2 separate regions of the Pan troglodytes genome follow, and region 1 is linked to region 2. The links are chromatin contacts, called in public capture Hi-C maps. All regions are on one chromosome and are shown on one strand. The core of a region is the stretch at or near the end of the contact, and the rest is flanking DNA. Distances in the headings are between cores, read along the strand shown.

What was found. Capture Hi-C pulls out chosen DNA fragments and counts their contacts.
Region 1: a contact with region 2 is called in a capture Hi-C map of stem cell-derived neural stem cells, with 3 times the contacts expected there. The contact joins two enhancer-like sites. A contact is called at or near these places in 1 of 7 Hi-C or Micro-C datasets (blood) and 1 of 1 other capture datasets (stem cell-derived neural stem cells).

What each region holds. Positions count from the first base shown.
Region 1 is chr4:14,907,427-14,911,367 of NHGRI_mPanTro3-v2.0_pri, reverse strand. All of the region lies in intron 1 of TRIO (trio Rho guanine nucleotide exchange factor), which reads right to left. Among named protein-coding and RNA genes, the nearest start is that of TRIO, 110 kb to the right of the region's middle. Within about 2 kb of position 1,462, at least 3 of the 24 cell types and tissues checked have an H3K27ac peak or open chromatin away from gene starts, as enhancers often do. A contact at or near this core is called in stem cell-derived neural stem cells, where this site is marked.
Region 2 is chr4:14,833,293-14,837,793 of NHGRI_mPanTro3-v2.0_pri, reverse strand. All of the region lies in intron 1 of TRIO (trio Rho guanine nucleotide exchange factor), which reads right to left. Among named protein-coding and RNA genes, the nearest start is that of TRIO, 41 kb to the right of the region's middle. Within about 2 kb of position 1,328, at least 6 of the 24 cell types and tissues checked have an H3K27ac peak or open chromatin away from gene starts, as enhancers often do. A contact at or near this core is called in stem cell-derived neural stem cells, where this site is marked.

The sequences.
Region 1 (3,941 bases), core at 213-2,712, 73 kb before region 2:
GCAAAACTTTCTGCCAGTCAGTCCCTTGATAAAGCTTAGAATTGTGTTTAATCGCTTGGCATTCATAAAATACATATTTATGCATGGTACTCTCTTAAACCCCAGAGATTTTTCCCCTAAATGGCATGTTCCTGATTTTAAGAAGCTTATACTCTAAAACAAAATAAAACACACATTAGACAAACCAGTAGCCTTAACTGTGTAAACAGTAAGAGCTGACAAATATGTCTTCCAAAATACACTGTTATGTGTAAAGAGATATAGATACTGTTATTATTAATTAGACAAATCCATTTAAAAGTGTTACTTTTCATTGAAATGCTTTATTATCACTGACACTAAAAATAAGTCCTTAACATAAAAAAGGTGTTCCAGACCATTCTGAAAGGGTTGGAAACGCTTGCTGTAGAGATTAGAAACACAAAGCACATTAGTGAATAATAATGTAAGTAACATGTTCAAAGATTAATACTGTGATGTTCTAATATTAGAAACCCGTATTATAGCTCACATATAAACTGCCTTGCCTAAGTTACTTCAGTTAATCTACTTTGCTTTGACAGCTTTGTTCCTTCTTCTCTGAATGTAATTTGCAATACATCTGATGCTCTGAGGATTCAGCCGATCAGAAGCCAGCCAAGTCCTGCTCTTTAGATGTTTATTGACCTGCAGAGGCCAGACAGCCTTGTAGCAGTCTAAGAACCCCCGTAAGAGCAATCCTGTTACTGTTACGACAACTCAAAAAAAAAAAAAAAAAACCTGGCACTTTGTAACTTGTTTTTAGGCTGAATTCAGCATGCAATCTACAGTTAATTTGGAAGTTTTCTTCCAGATCCTTCTATTTGTTGTAAAAAGATTTGACTGCTCAACAAGTATGTTAACCCAGAGGCCATACCTGTCCAACTGTCTCAGGATTATACTGATGCTGGCAACCACTGGCTTTTGCTCATATTGACTCAGGTGCTGCTGTCCTGCCCTACACCCTCTTTTCCCAAGCAGAAAAAGAATTCTGGTAGATAGGCCCCTATCATTTACCCTCCTACTGAATTGCTAATGAGAAATTTAAGAAATTACAAAGAGGGTTGAGAAAAGTAATGCATCTGCTAACGCAGAAAACAAAGAGAAAAGAGAAATTCATTTCAATTCTTCTCCTCCTACCCCTTTCCCCTCAAATTACCTTCTGCATACAGACAAAAGCTGAGTGGTGGGTTTTTGTTTTTTTTTAATTCTGGTTAAAAATGTGTTTATTAAGCCAAATAATCTAAATATACTGATGGGAAAACAAATTTTGACACAGAAACAGATTTGCTGTGATGGACTCACCTCTCTCTTGGCATCTGTATACATATTCAAACACATTCACTGGTCAACAGAACGATGCAAACACACACACTAAGACCGAAAGTGACCACTGGAGGCGTGAGGACCCTCCGGGACCTGGCAGAGGGAAGCCTCAGGAGGAAATCACTGCTTGGAGACGCAAGTGAGCTTGAGGAAACGACCAGCTCACTTGTGGCCTGGTGGCGTCTCCTCCCTTGGATTACCTCAGGGGAGGTTGGTACTTAGGAACTCGAAGGCAGCACAGGCTCAGAGGACTGCGCATCAGTGCCCTGCAGCCCACCACCCAGCAGGACTGCAGCCCTCATCTGCTTCCACTGTCTTGAAATGACACGGCACAGCTAATCCAGTGATCACAAAAAGTTCCCACAGAAGCAGCTCCAACTGTGTGACCATCTCACTCATTATCCCCCTGGGCCACTGCTGTGGAGCAGGAGGCCGGGATGGCTAGAGGCAACTGGGCTGGTGCTGGGGCCACAGGGCCTCCTCCTGCTTGCTACTGGGGGGCCCTCAATAAATACTGGGGAGGTAGAAGGTGAGAGGCAGACGAAGCTCTTCCGCAGTTTTATATCTTTAGACACCTGCCCTGCAGTGCCCAATCTGAGTGGGGTAAGATCCTAAAAGACTCTGCAAAGCTGAACGTCTTGTAGGCTGGGGAATCTGTTTTCCTTTTTCCAGTCTCCTAATTGCTACACTCCTGACAGGACATCTCAGTATCTTATCTACTAGAAAGCACAGGGAACATCGTTTTCCAAATTAAACTCAGTATAGTAATAAAAACGGCAGGGCAGTAAGGACATTTAAATAAGGTGTGTGGCACTCCCTCACCGGCCAACTCTCTGCACCTACAGCATCATTCCAGTACCCTGCAGGGAGACCTCAGGGTGCCTGCTGCCCCAGGAGCTGGGATCCAGCAGAGGAAATGACACAGGGTTACAAGCAGCCACCTTAAAAGGGAGCTACACACATGGGGATGAGGTGTGGAGAGGATTCAGGAGCACGCTCGCTGTGGGGACAGGCAAAGCTGCACTTCACTAGCATTACAAGTGTTAAGTACATCGGCTGCAAACCACAATGGTGCCACAACTCAAAACGAAATTTTGTGTCAACAGTTACTTAGGTGTCTAGTTAGGAGCCTGGGCTTGCCACCTCCCAGGGGGGGTGACTGTGGGCAGATACCTAGTCTCTCCAAAGCTTCGCTTCCTCGTCTGTGAAATGGACAGCCTGAGAATCACAGCTCACAGAACTCACTAACAAATGCTATCAGTAGCAGTTGTAACAGTATTAAAGTATTAATATCTGAAACTTAGCTGGACAAGTTTGGTAAGTGCTTTAAATAACTGAATTTTGGGAATTTTTGCCCATTTACCTAAAATTATTGTATTCTATTAAGATAGACATCTTTACTTAAAACTAAAAGAACAGACTGAGACATGTAATTATTGTTAAAAGCCACTAACAAATAGACATATTTTTAAAAATCCACACAATCATAGTAAATTAACCTGACTATAAATAATTTCTCCATAACTTCTCCCAGGTGGACTATAAATAATTTAAGGAACTATAAGGCAATGGGAAAGTCAGGCCACTCGGGAAGATCTTTCCCACGCCCCGTCTGTCCCCCTTCCCCACCCCACAAGCACCTGAGCACTCTTAGGGTCCTGCTCAGCCTTGCTCCTGGCTGTGAAAAGGGCCAGCCAGAATACAACCAGAAATGGAAACACATGAGCCAAAAAAACCACGTGAGCAAATTTTTTTTTTTTTTTCCTGGAAGAGACTACTAACTACCTCTCTCCCAAATGGTGACAACAAAAGCTTCGATAACCTGTCTATCTTTCTGCATCTTGTTACTTGTGCTAAGAATTCCGTGTCTCCCTTGAAGGATGGAGGTGGGACAGATGAGAGTGAATGCTATCACAACGCATTGCAGCTGGGGCCTCACACTTGCTAGTGGCCCCGGGATCTGGTGGAGGTGCCTGCGGGATCCTGTCTGGTGTCCAGAGGGCAAGAGGGCGGAAAGCTGCGACTGGACAACAGGAGGTCGCCAGAGGCACAGACAGACCTCATTCTCCTCCCATCTTCGGCTTCCACCTTTGGGCTCCCTTTTCAATAGGCAGACATCTCTCATTTTAACAGACGATCAAAAATAAACAGGATCTTCCCACTCTACTTTGACACAGAGGCAAACACCACAGGGAACAGTGACTGGACACACAGACAAAGATGCCAGCCTTTGTACACACACTGCCCTTGGTGCCACACCCTTGGCCCACTATGCTAAAGGCTGAACTCATTTGTTTAAAGTAATGAAAAGCCACACTAAGTTTTCCTTCTTTATTCTTGCAAAAGCCAGGCCAGATGGTTTTGTGAAAGCTCACAGTACGATATCATCAGTCAACTCTGCGACCAAAACACTTTAACACCTTCAAAACCTCCAAACAGGAGGAGGACGGGCGGTTGCCATTATAGTAAATAACTTCTAAGGGGCCTGGTGGTTTTAAATATTCAATTACTCACTTTATGGTAAAACAAAAAGGCTTTTTAATCAATCCTTCTAATTCTTTCAGCTACTAAAATGAAAGTCTCAGCAAAATAGTCCC
Region 2 (4,501 bases), core at 79-2,578:
AATCCCAGCATTTTGGGAGGCCGAGACAGGTGGATCACCTTAAGTCAGGAGTACGAGACCAGCCTAGCCAACATGGTGAAACCTCATCTCTACTAAAAATACAAAAATCAGCCAGGCGTGGTGGCATGCACCTATAATCCCAACTACTTAGGAGGCTGAGGCAAGAGAATCGCTTGAACCAGTGGGGCAGAGGCTGCAGTGAGCCAAGACCGCACCACTGCACTCCAGCCTGGGCAACAGAGTGAGACTACACCTCAAAAAAAAAAAGAAAAAAAAAGAAAGAAGGAAATTGGTCACTAATGTGCAAATGACAGGCCGACTCATTCAGAAATGAATGCAAGAAACCCCGCGCCTCTGTGCAGGTAAGGCTGTCTGTCCCTGCCCACCCACCATAGCAACTCAAAGAAGGCAGCAACCAGAAAGGTTCCATCGGGGCCTTTCACTTCCATTTCCAATGAGTCCAAATTTAGACCGTGCTCTGGAACAAAGTGGAAAAACTATCTTGAAGCATGTTTTTGGAGTTCTTTAATATCCACTGGATGACTCACAGTTATGCATCATAGAGGCCAGGTACTTTTATTTCTATAAAAGGAATATGTTTGAGAGTTGGGAAGGCCAGCCTGGAGCTCAAAAGCCTGGTGATCAGGCCAGAAAAACAAGGGAGAAACTGGCTGTCTCCAGCTCGGGCAAAGTGGTTTTAAGGACCAAAAGCTGGTTTAAAATGTCACACTTGAGTTTGCAATTTATTTTCCAGCATAGTCCCATGAATCTAGTCAACATCTAAATACTACTCAGTAGTGCTAATTGGGTGTACCTCTTAAAAGTCTGTTTAACAAGCTATTCAAAACACTCTGGTCCCCAGCTGCCTAGGAAAATATTCTGAAAACATTTACTAGGGCACAACTAGGAATCGGCCTTTTGCACAGTTCTTCACTGGCGGAGGTACTCAAAATTGCAAAACAGTCTTCTCCAATTGGAAGATGAAAAACTCCACACTCCTCACCCCACCCCATGTCCACCACCCATAACTAGACTGTCCCTGGGTAAGATCTGAGAAGCTCCAGTGAGTCACCAAGGACTCACATTTGTCCATTTCACTTTACAAATGAGAGAAATCAACCCGTCTGTAAGAGGGGCAAGCCAAGTCTGAATGTCACTCACCCACCACGTTCCTAGCAACTTGGCCTTTTTTCCCTCTGTCTTCTCCCAATCATTTTCACTCATCCTTCAGCCCCTCCCCACCCTTTCCTAGGCATTTGGCCTGAGAAGAGCTGCCCCAGTTTCTCCCTGCTCTTCAGCCAGGAGCCATCTCTGCCTAAGTGCAGGCAGGGGCAGGTGGCAAGGGATCCAGCCAGCTCCAGTGCGTGTGTGGCCAGTCTGGGCCTGGGAGCCTGCTCAGAGCCAGCAGACGTGCTGTGGCTGCCATGTTTAACAACTATGCTGGGCACGTTTTTCATCACAGCTATGCAAAGGGTGCCCACCCCAGTTAGGCCCAGGAAGAACTGTGCTATTCATGTTTTTAAGTATTCACCATTCAGTCTGCATCAGGAGTTTTCAGGATTCAATTTGGGTGAAAGAAAATAGGACCAAGTGCTTCTGTAATCCTCCAGAACTTTCACTGTTCTGGTTTCAAGGGTGAGAACACCCACTATTAGCCTTTAGAAGAAACAAGAAGGAAAGGAGAGAGAGAATGGTGGTGGGGGGCGGGGAAGGGGGGCAAATTTTATGGGGGAAGTGGAAAGGCCCAGATGTTCAGGATTGAAAATCACTGAAAATAACTAAAATGCCTTTGAGATGTGGCAGTCCACATAAGTTTTAGGGAAATCCTAAAACTGTCCATGAGTCATGGACGACTGAGATGGACCCAAATAAGGAGGTATTGGTGACGTCCACCCAAGCCTGGCACCAAGTATGCTGCTCCAAGGAGGAGCCCGATTTTGGGTTAGGAGTGAGAACACTCAACGTGATTAATGAGCAGTAGGACTGCCCTCGTGCATTAGATTAGAGTACAGACGCAGGAGGGAAGCACAGCAGTGGCTGTAGGGCGCCAACCCCGCAACCGCACTGGACCCGAGAGGCGTCCACGCTCACACCCACTAACCTAACTTCATTTTTTTTCTGAAACACCAAGAACTAACTACATAGGCTATGTACTGGAAAGAAACATACTAGAACAAGTGTTTTACATTAAGACTTTGCATCAGGAGCATTTAAAAGATGCTGAGATGCGCTCTTTCCTCTAAGAATATGTGGTGTTCATATGAAGACATAAACAATTAGCAAGGGAAATTAGACTCGTGCATAGCAATGAAGTCCTGAATTACACTAGAGGCTAATATAAAGAAAATGCAAACACTTTTCCAGTCCACTGGAGCTTTATAGTTTGCTCAGTATTATTTTCTAAAAACATATGTTCAAAGTCTCAATAACATTGCCAAGTGCCTTTAGTAGAGTGCAGGGCACGTTGCAGAAGGGAAGCTGTGATCCCATGGCTGTACAGAGGCCATGGGACAAGGTGGCCTTGCAGCCTTGGGACACATCACTGCAGCAGCTTCCCACTGTGATTGTGCTGAGAGGATACACAAACAGCGCACAGTGCTCTCTTCGGCTCTCAAAACAGAACTGCTGTTGCTAAGCTGAGCAGCAAAGCTCTTTTAAAAAAACATTTCTAAATCCCCACAGGATGATTTCTGCAAGGCGTTTCGTTACTAGCCGGCTGGATTTTTAACAGACATGGCACCCAACCATCCAAACACACAGCATTCTCTGTCATGGCTGCTCATCTGGCCTAGGAGCTCTGAGGTCAAGGTCCATCAACAGTCCTCCTAGAGAAACCCTGGAGCCACACATCAGAGAGCCAAAATAAGAACTGTATTTTTTAAAGTCTGGGATACATCCTTACCTTAGAAGCCATGTCCTCTTGGGTAATTTATTAATCTTTTTAAAAAAATGGTTACCACGAAAATAAAATCAAAGTAAAACAGTCACTATCTGCCAAAGGTTAACAGTTGGCAGTGTCCCTCAGGATCCCAGAACACCAACAAACAACCTCTAGATATCCCAAATGGGCAGTGAGGAGCAGCCAGCATGCTGTAACTGCGGCCGCGTGCCTTCCCTCCTCAGCAAACGGGAGGGGCAGAAACAGCACAGAAAGTTTTGTTCCAGTTTTTGATCCAAGTCTGAAACCAAACCCATTATGGAGGGGGAAAAAAATGAGACTCTGATGGTTAAATAGCAATGTTAAATTCTTTTCTGTTTTTTTCTCTTTTTAATTACTTAGAGTTTCTTTAGGGCTTTTCTTGGGGGGGAAGGGAGGAGTTTATTGTTTTCAATTTTAGTCAAAGAAAGTAATACTTTATTTGTTTACATTTTTAGGGGATGCAATAATTATTCTGAAAGAGTACTTTAACAAACTGATCCCTTTTAAGCATCTTTTAAAACAACAAGTCTCCAAGGACGTATTTTTTCATTATGTAAACATACATATGTTTACTGCATACTTACTATTACAGGAAGGGGAGAGAAAAGCCCCCGCTTACATCACAATCTTGCTGATGGAGAGAAGTCACAAAAAAATGACTCCCAAGGGCACAACATACGTCCCACAGAACTGCAGTTCAGAGACTTTCAACAGAGGGGAACAAGGGAAAGCCTCACTAAGGTTGTAGCTTCTGTAAAAGTCCAGGCCACCGGGAACAAACCTAGCTGTGATAAGGAGTTAGCCCCAGGAGGCCAGGAGGAACAGGCCTTCTGAACCCTAACGAAGACCCCACCTCCCCAGCTCATGGAGCAGCTGGCTCCATCCTAGAGATGCACTGTTGTCTACCTGGTGCTGCCCAGAGGCCTGCGGAAAAGGATGGGGCCCTGGCCCAGCTCAGAGGAAAGGGAGCACAAAGGATGATGCGCTACGGCCAGGCCTGCAGGCAGGGGCACGCAAATGCCTGTAGCTGCCACCCTTGCTCTAGAACAAAGTGCACGGCAAAGTGGGGGGTGGGGGGGTCTCCACTGTATTTGGTCCAATTTTCCTTAGGAAATCTCTGGAAAATCAGAGAAGGATTTTTAAAAATCATCAGAACTCCAAATTCATACCTAGGGAGCACTTCACCTGTCAGGAGAAATTAAGGGAATTCTTAAGGGCTAGTGAATGTTCCAACAGATAATGTCTTAGAAAGAAAAGCAAATCATGAGATTTAATCAGAGAAAAAGTACAGCAAGTGTAATAATTAATGGCATTTTCTTACAGACCAAGCTCCTACATGTAAATTTCTCACTAATTTTTAACACTTTAGTTATCAACAAAATTAAGGCATAGAATTGATACTGTCATTGAATCATGTATGTATTACCACAAGATTTTTAGCTATGTCTATGGACAAGAAGAAACTTGGATTGTATTTGATAAGGCAATCATTTCTAAAACTTTGCTATTCCACCTACACTCTGACAACAATTTCTATCAGATATAAATTTGTCCCAAGGTAGAAGCATCTCTAAAGAGTGA